3 separate regions of the Mus musculus genome follow, and regions 1 and 2 are each linked to region 3. A link is a contact called in public HiChIP or PLAC-seq and promoter capture Hi-C data. All regions are on one chromosome and are shown on one strand. Each heading gives the region's core, a stretch centred on a gene start, on an enhancer-like site or on the middle of the called end of the contact. The rest is flanking DNA. Distances are from core to core; before and after follow the strand shown. Region 1 holds the start of Marveld1 (MARVEL (membrane-associating) domain containing 1). Region 2 holds the start of Pik3ap1 (phosphoinositide-3-kinase adaptor protein 1). Region 3 holds the start of Frat1 (frequently rearranged in advanced T cell lymphomas).

Region 1 (2,700 bases), core at 155-2,654, 320 kb after region 3:
CCTCTTAACGGTGCCAATCCTTATGGGCTAAGCAGTGAGTTTATGTGGGATGTATCTATTCAAATCACCACACTTAGGTCCAGTACTATTCCTGCAGCCAATTGGCAAGCAACTCCATTTGTATGTACTGAGGGGCTCCTACATGCCAGGCTCAGGCAAAGATGGATAAGCCAGAATAGACCAGTTTTTGATGTAGTAGACTCAGAACTAGGGATGATTCAAATGGAGGCCCAGACAAACAAATAATTGTCAATGTGGGGAGCTCAACCTTAAACCAGTAAGTGCTTAAACTGGGTATGTCTGCTGGTGAGGGAGTGTCTGGAAAATAAAGAGCATTCTGAGTTCATGTGGGAAACTTGCAGTTCATAAGTGACAGAGTTTGGACATGAGTTGGGGAAGGAAGTGGAAAAAACCCAAGAAACTGGAAGTTGGTTGGGGACAGATTATGTAATGTGCCACATTGACAGGACACAGCTCCATACTGGGTTGGGAACAGCCAGGTCAGTTGTGTAACATTGCTGAAGCACAAAGGTTGGCTCTTTGGTGGGGTGGAGAGCAGAGAAGCCATCTCTGGCTTCCTGGTCTGAAACCCTTCAGTCTTCAGGAAAAATGAAAACAACTATTGCTCTCCTGTCTTGGGTCGCGGGAAGCTTACATAGAGAGGGCCCTGTAATGTCAATGAACCTTGGCATCGTTGGGATCCTTGCCATCTAGGTCAATAGTTAAGCATACGGGACATGCCATCTCTGAGACCTAGGCCTGTCCTGACCATGTTAGGTGACATGTTTTTAATCTAAGCAAGACGCAAAGATGGCCAGGAAGGAATGGTCGAAGTGTTTGGCGTTGCTATGCTCTGTGCGCTGTGGGTAAGGCAGCTGGGCCTCCAGTGAGTGATAGTTTTCTTACACTGACCAAGAGACCTTCATGGCAAGACAGTCTGAGACCAGCTTTGGACAGGCGAGTTTGTGGTGGGCAAGTGAAGGGTACTGAGGATGTCCCAGTGAGAACAACTGTCAGTTCAGACCTCCTGCTTACTCAGGCTTGATGGGACGCCTCGATGGGAGAGAATTATGTCTCCAGTCTCCTGTGACTGGAGAGAATCAAGAGGGTCCAGCCACAGGCTGGGCAGAGGCTGTTGTAGCTTTCTTCTCGAAGACCTAAGATCGGCCAGGCCTGCGAGGCAGGAAGGGCTGGGGTGGCTCCAGATGTGGCAAACTTGGCCCAGCAGCCTGGGCAAAAGGCCTGTCATGGGCCAGGGGGGTGCGGGCATTCAGCCCTGGCTGCAGAAGGAAGGAATGGGAGCGGAGGAGAAAGGGGGGGTAGCCAGGGTGGAGGGCGCGACGGCAGGAAGCTGGGAGGCGCGAGGAGGGGTGGAGACCAACGAAGGGGACGGCCAAAGAGCGAGTAGGAGGGCTGGAGAGAGGGAGAAAAAGGAGAGAAGGGAGGAAGGGTGCCGATGAGAAGCAGCGCTGAGGACTTGAAGTAGAGGGAGGAGGGCAGGCCTCGGAGCAGCGGGAGCAGCGGGAGCAGCGGGAGCAGCGGGAGCAGCGGGAGCAGCGGGAGCAGCGGGAGCAGCGGGCCCGGGCTCGGGCCGCCCCCGCGAGCAAGGCGCCGCCATTCCGCTGCTCGGGGCGCCGCCGCCGCCGCCGCCGCGTCCGGGGGCCATGCTCCCGCCGCCCCCGCGCCAGCCGCCGCCCCAGGCGCGCACGGCCCGCGGCTCCCTGCGCCTGCAGCGGGCTTTCCTGCGCGGCCCGCTGGGCGTGCTGCGGCTGCTGCAGCTGCTGGCCGGAGCCGCCTTCTGGATCACCATTGCCACCAGCAAGTACCAGGGCCCGGTGCACTTCGCGCTCTTCGTGTCCGTGCTCTTCTGGCTGCTCACCCTGGGGCTCTACTTCATCACGCTGTTGGGCAAGCAGGAGCTGGTGCCCGTGCTGGGCTCGCGCTGGCTCGTGGTCAACGTGGCGCACGACCTGCTGGCGGCTGCTCTCTACGGGGCGGCGACGGGCATCATGATCGACCAGACGCAGCGCCACAGCTACTGCAACCTCAAGAACTACCGGCTGCCCTGCGCCTACCATGCCTTCCTGGCGGCCTCTGTCTGCGGCGGCCTCTGCCTCGGCCTCTACCTACTCTCGGCACTCTACGGCTGCTGCCGTCGCTACCAGGGCAAGGAGGAGGTGGTGTGAGGCCACCCGCTCCACCGCGGCCCAGATCGGTTTAGGGAATCCCTCCCGAACCCTTCCTGCCGCCGCCTAGTGCCGGTGTGCCCCTGCACCCTCTCCCTGCCTGCGTTTCCACTGCCCGCGCCCTGGATCCCCGACGTTCAGTTCTAGTCTGACTGCTGTACCGCAGCTCAGCCCAGATATCAGCTTCCAGGGACCCACGCAGCCATCCGAGGCGCCGACGCACACACCCAGTTGGGCCGCTTCAGGCGAAGCCTGGAAGTCCCTTTCCTCATTCCCTGTCGAGAGCTAGACGTGGACAGGCGCCGCCGCGTAGATCCGGGGGAGGCTCCCAAATTGGAACCAGTCTTTGGACTGCGCCATTGCCCCCTCCCTCCTGCCCTGCAGTCGGAAGAGCATCCCTTCCCTGCCCCCTCTTCCAGCCTAGGGAGGTGTAGAATGCAGTCAGGCAGCTGCAAGAGGAGCTGGGGACAGGCTTTAGCTAGTGCTAGGATGGATGATGGATGACGTCTTTAGT
Region 2 (2,700 bases), core at 74-2,573, 440 kb before region 3:
GCTAGGGAACCGCAGGCCATTGATGAACCACCCTCCCAGCCCCTTCAATAATAATAATAAGCATGTATTATCAAAGCCTTTTCTACCTTCGTTCCAAAGTACCATGACCCAAGGCTAGACCTTAGCAGATCTGGAGACAGTTGGCTTTAGCATCTGCTCCCTTCCCTCCCAAGCATTGACTTCCCCCAGCCCACGCTACACGATCTCTCTCAAGAGATGCTATCATCTGGTTTTCATTCTCTCTCAAAGCATCACGCTGGAGCTAGGTAAACACAAGTCAGCCAAACCGAAAACATGGCAACTCTCTCTTCTCATCTAGCAATTCCTCATTTAGTTACTGTTTTCTTTCACACCACCAAAACTCTGTGGTGAACAGAGACCAGACCGACAAGGTTCTCACCAAGAATCTACTACGCCTATAGCCACTGAGGTGTATAGGTGCTGCTCACTAACTGTCTCTCAACGTTGTCCTTACATGGTTTGTCCTGAACCTCAGCGAGCTAAGGACTTGCCAAGTGTACATATGCTCATGAGCTAGAAAGAAACCCAAGACCAACCAGAAGAAACTTCTGGCACCTTTTGATGATTTGCCCACCAAATTCCAATTACCCCTGGGCACATAAGTTACATAGAGAACAGAGTAAGAGTAAAATTAGAGTGTGGTCTCGGTTTTTTACCAAAATTCCAGAGAAGATATACAATCGCGGTGGACAAAGGGGGCTTCTGAAGCTGTCCCTGGACCACCTAAGACTGCCTGAGCGCCCCCTATTGGTTGGATAAGACCCTAAGAGAAGCATCTGGCTTCTTACAGAATCCGCCCTCCACCTCCTATCAACTGTCCTCAGAGTACTCAGAGTTAGAGCTGAGAAAGCGACCCTTGGCAACTTACAGCTAGAAGGGAGAAAAGAAGACTTAGAAACTGGGATAGGTCGAGCCCCAGGCAGGAGCAAGACAGAATCGTGCACAGACCGGTTAGGGGAAACGTGAGAAAGTTCAGAGGGGAAGTTTGCGACAGAGACTGGAGAAAAGACCGGAAAGAATACAAAATCCCCTCACTAAAGACTAAAGAAGTAGGGAGACAGGTCTCAAGACTGGGAGGGTGGTGTCAGAGAGCCTCAAGGACCAGGGGCGCGCGAGCCAGGAGCCGGGAGCTGGAGAGCGCTGCGCCTGCTACCCACCTGAGGCTGCCATGCCGTCCCGGGAGCAGCTCGCATCCCCGGCTGGCACCGGAGCACGGTATCCGGTGCCCACAGCCGCGGTAGGCGACGTCGCTGGCGCGGGGTTAGAAGCAGAGTCCAGCTGTGCTCAGGACAGTGGCGACTCTGGCGCTTCCTCCTGCCGGGCAGCGGGGACTCGCACGGGGGCGTGTCCAGAGGGTCTGCCCCGCCTGCGGGGCTCCGCGTGGCACCTGCACGCGCGGCGGTTGGGGAGGGGAAGTGAGAAGTCCACACGACCAGCCGCCAGCTCCCGGCGCCGACCCCTGCTCGTGCCACGTGTGTCCCGAAAGCAGGCAGCCACCTCGATGTCCCCCAAGAGCAGTCTGAGGTGCTGGAACTGGGGGAGGGAAGACAGACTGTAGGGCTAGCTAGTCTCAGACTTGAAGTGGGGAGGCATAGCACAGCTGTCCCAACCACCTTGTCCCTTGGGACTTGTCCTTGAGACACTGCCCCCAAGAATAGGGAAGGCCTGCAGGAAGGGGAAGGAGAAGCACCTGGCCCTAGGGTCTTGGCGTTGCCCTTGGGTGCCCTCCTGTGACCCTTCTGCATTTCCTTGGATCTGGCCCTCTAAGGGCACATGGGTGTTAAGCATAATCTTTGATAGATAGATGTTATCACTGCCAAGAACCTTCCACACACGATTGTTCCACTTCCACTATCAGAGCTCTTTGGCTTTCTTCCATCTTCCTCCACTTTAAAAAAAAAAAAAAAAATCTTAGTTTATTTATTTTGTGTGCTTGTGTGGGAATGTGCATGCACATGTTGTTCGGTTCACAGAGTGGACAGAGTCTGTTCTCTCCTTCCACCATGGAGTTCTGGTAAATCAAACTGATCAAAGTGGCTAGACACTAGGCAGCAGGCACCCTTACCCTGAGCCATGTCACCAGCCCCTTTCCCACTTCTGAGGGAATACATTAAACTGCCCGGATCGTCCAGGAAAAGACATCTAAGGGCCCCTTGATGGCAGCCTCAATACATCTATCTACAACTTCAGACCCTTGTCCTATAATGTAGCAAATTCACAGATCCTAGAGATTTGAGTCTGGGTATCTTTGGGCATAGTTTCTCCACCTAACACAGGCCAAGGGTCCCTAAAGCAGAGATGAACATGCTGCCTGCCATTCCCCCTGTTTAGGATATCCTTGGCCTCTGCCCCTACTCTGACACACCGTGATAGCCATTTCACACTATTAGAGTTCTTTAATTGAGCTTATAAAAACATTTCTTTATTTTTTCCAGAATGGCTTTAATTGATGCTTCCTGTATTCAGCTCTAAGTTCCTCAAAGTTAGCTCAATCTTTTTTGCTGTGGAGTCTCTATCCTCTGGTGCTAACTCTGGCCAGAAAATGTGCTCAGAAATGCATATGACCAGTAAATCCTTAGATCTGAGATCCAGGGACAGACCCCTCTTTTGAGACACTGAAAATTTGAGAATCCTGAGCCAAGAAGGAGGGACTATAAAATGCCAAAGTTAAGCCGGATG
Region 3 (2,700 bases), core at 3-2,502:
AGAGTTCTGTGTATCAGGCTGGCCTCAAATTTGCTATTTGGCCAGGAATAATTTTGAACTTGTGATCCTCCTGCCTCTGCCTTCCTAGTGTTGGGATTACAGATGTGTGTCACCACCCAGGGGTCTGTTGAAGTCCATTTGAAAATGATCATCATCAGCCAGGCGTGGTGAGTTCCAAGACAGGCAGGGCTATACAGAGAAACCCTGTCTTGAAAACAAAGAAAGAAAGAAAGAAAGAAAGAAAGAAAGAAAGAAAGAAAGAAAGAAAGCGGTCATCAAATTACTGTTCGCTCAGAAGGAAAGCATTCCTGCCATGTGCAAGGCCCTGGATGTAATCCCCAACCCTTCCAAAAAAAATCATTAAATAAACACACTTGACCTAGTGGTTCCCAACCTGTAAGCAAGAGGATAAAGAGTTCAAGGTTATCCTCAGCTACACAGCCAATCCAAGAGCATACTCAAGGCCCTTTCACAAAATAAATAAATATTAAAAAAAAAAACTAATAAAGGTTTGGTTAACCATTAATTCAACAATGCTATCTGGAACAGTTAAGATGGCCGAGGCTCTGTTTTCATATAACCAGCTCACCACTGCTACCCTTTCTAGATGACTAGTCTTCATTTGACTACTGAATTTCGTTAACACGCATTCACTTGCCATATTACAGTTCCTTGCAAAGAGCCAGTAGTCAACGCAGCCCCTAAATGCCCTGGAACCCAAGCCAAAAAACCACGAAATCTGTGGCCGGTTTGCGTTCCAGCTCAGCCATCCACATCAGACAAGGTCTCCATCCTCCTTTCCATCTTTGGCAACAACCTTTTCCTAATCGTCACTCCGAGTCCAAACCTCACTCCCTCTCCTTTCCAGCCTCCTCTGACTCTGTCACCCAAACCTTTAAAAAAAAAAAAAAAAAAAAAAAAAAAAAAAAAAAAAAAAAAAAAAAAGCCACCGCCTAAACCAAACCACTTGACGTGCTGAGGGGAGTGTGTGGAGGTGTAAGTGTGTGGAAGTGACTGTGTGTGGAAGAAACCAATCGAGTCCCCCAAGGTGTCCATCTTGTGGAATGCCAATTAGGCCCGGCTGAGCGAACCAGAATCAACTTCCCAGTGCATCCCCGCACACAGTAGGCACGCCGATGAGGCTCGGGGGCAGCCAGGCTCTACTCTGTGCCCTGGCCCTACAGGCTCACTACTGCCAAGGAGACAGCACCCCCCGGCCGCGCACGGTGGTAGGAGCCACGCGACGTCACCCATTGTTTACAAATCAACCCAAGCCGGCAGCGTTCCGGCTCCCGCGGCTCTAAGGCGCGCGGTGCCACTGCCCGGTGGTCCCTGCCTAGCCCGGCTTGGGCCTCCGCCTCGCTCCCGCCCCAGCCGCGGCTCGCCGAGCCCGCGGCCAACCGAGCTGCCAGCGACGCCCGCACAGCCGCGGGGGCCCGGGCGGGGGGCCATGCCTTGCCGGAGGGAGGAGGAGGAGGAAGCCGGCGACGAGGCGGAGGGGGAGGAGGACGACGACAGCTTCCTCCTGCTGCAGCAGTCGGTGACTCTGGGTGGCTCGACCGACGTGGACCAGCTCATCGTCCAGATCGGCGAGACGCTGCAGCTGGACGCAGCGCACGATCGCCCGGCCTCGCCGTGTGCCGCCCCGGGTCCCCCGCCCCCGCAGGTCCTGGCGGCGCTGCCGGCGGACAAGACCGGGACCCCAGCTAGGAGGCTGCTGCGGCCGACGGGGTCAGCGGAGACCGGGAACCCTGCGCCCCCGGGGGCCGTGCGCTGCGTGCTAGGGGAGCGCGGGCGCGTGCGGGGACGGTCGGCGCCCTACTGCGTGGCGGAGATCTCCCCCGGCGCCAGCGCGCTGCCCCAGCAGCCGGGCCTTGACGGACCCCCGGGGACCGGCAAACTAAGCACCCCGCAGCCACTGTCGGGCCCGTGCCGCCGGGGTTGGCTCCGGAACGCAGCCGCGTCCCGCCGCTTGCAACAGCGACGCGGATCTCAGCCGGAGACCCGCACTGGCGACGACGACGACCCGCACCGGCTCCTGCAGCAGCTCGTGCTCTCGGGAAACCTCATCAAGGAGGCGGTGCGCAGACTTCATTCGCGACAGCTACAGTTACACGCAAAGCTTCCCGCACACCCGTTCCTCGGGCCTCTGTCAGCCCCAGTGCATGAGCCGCCTTCGCCCGGGAGCCCTCGCGCGGCCTGCAGCGACCCTGGCGCTTTCATGGGGAGGGCGCAGCTCAGAACTGGGGACGACCTTCTTGTCCCTGGCAGCTAACAACCTAAGTGGCCACAGCACCAGCCTGTAGCCGGGGACCAAGGGATTTACCCAGGGCTTCACCCAGCCGGAGCTGGTGGTGGACTCGAGCATTATTTGGAAACGGGAAAATAAGCTAAGGAAGACAGCCGAAATATCGCAGATATTTTCATGGGTAACTGAAATTGAAAGCCCCGAACTGTTTGAAACCCAGGACTTAGGTTTGTTTAAAGCAGAATCTACAGAGCGCACCGCAGGCTGTCAGCAGGGCTCCTTTTTTTTTTTTTTTTTTTTTTTTTTTTGGCGTGATTCAACCTGGTCGCTGCAATTCCACGCAGACTCTCCTGGCCAAGCGGGGACCACGTGGCCACGGTGCATGCTCTCAGGATCGGCTCAGCCTGCTATGGAACGAAGGACGATGATCCCCATTACTTGCTGTACTTTTT

The links. Promoter capture Hi-C pulls out the DNA fragments that hold promoters and counts their contacts. HiChIP or PLAC-seq counts read pairs in DNA pulled down with a chosen protein or histone mark.
Region 1: a contact with region 3 is called in an H3K27ac HiChIP or PLAC-seq map of microglia, with 6 times the contacts expected there. The contact joins the promoter of Marveld1 here to the promoter of Frat1 in region 3. A contact is called at or near these places in 1 of 39 promoter capture datasets (liver), 1 of 484 Hi-C or Micro-C datasets (embryonic stem cells), 4 of 115 datasets of contacts at active chromatin or transcription factors (bone marrow-derived macrophages, microglia, pancreatic cancer cells and 1 more) and 1 of 9 other capture datasets (adipose tissue).
Region 2: a promoter capture Hi-C map of liver shows a contact between it and region 3. The contact joins the promoter of Pik3ap1 here to the promoter of Frat1 in region 3. A contact is called at or near these places in 4 of 39 promoter capture datasets (the C10 cell line, hippocampal neurons, liver and 1 more) and 2 of 115 datasets of contacts at active chromatin or transcription factors (large pre-B cells and pro-B cells).

Annotation. Positions count from the first base shown.
Region 1 is chr19:42,145,985-42,148,684 of GRCm38.p6, forward strand. Marveld1 (MARVEL (membrane-associating) domain containing 1) reads left to right here and starts at 1,405. Exons shown (of 2, transcript NM_183195.2): 1 at 1,405-2,700. The coding sequence starts at 1,665. The coding sequence ends at 2,186.
Region 2 is chr19:41,383,779-41,386,478 of GRCm38.p6, forward strand. Pik3ap1 (phosphoinositide-3-kinase adaptor protein 1) reads right to left here and starts at 1,324. Exons shown (of 17, transcript NM_031376.4): 1 at 1,179-1,324. The coding sequence starts at 1,191.
Region 3 is chr19:41,828,718-41,831,417 of GRCm38.p6, forward strand. Frat1 (frequently rearranged in advanced T cell lymphomas) reads left to right here and starts at 1,253. Exons shown (of 1, transcript NM_008043.3): 1 at 1,253-2,700. The coding sequence starts at 1,451. The coding sequence ends at 2,275.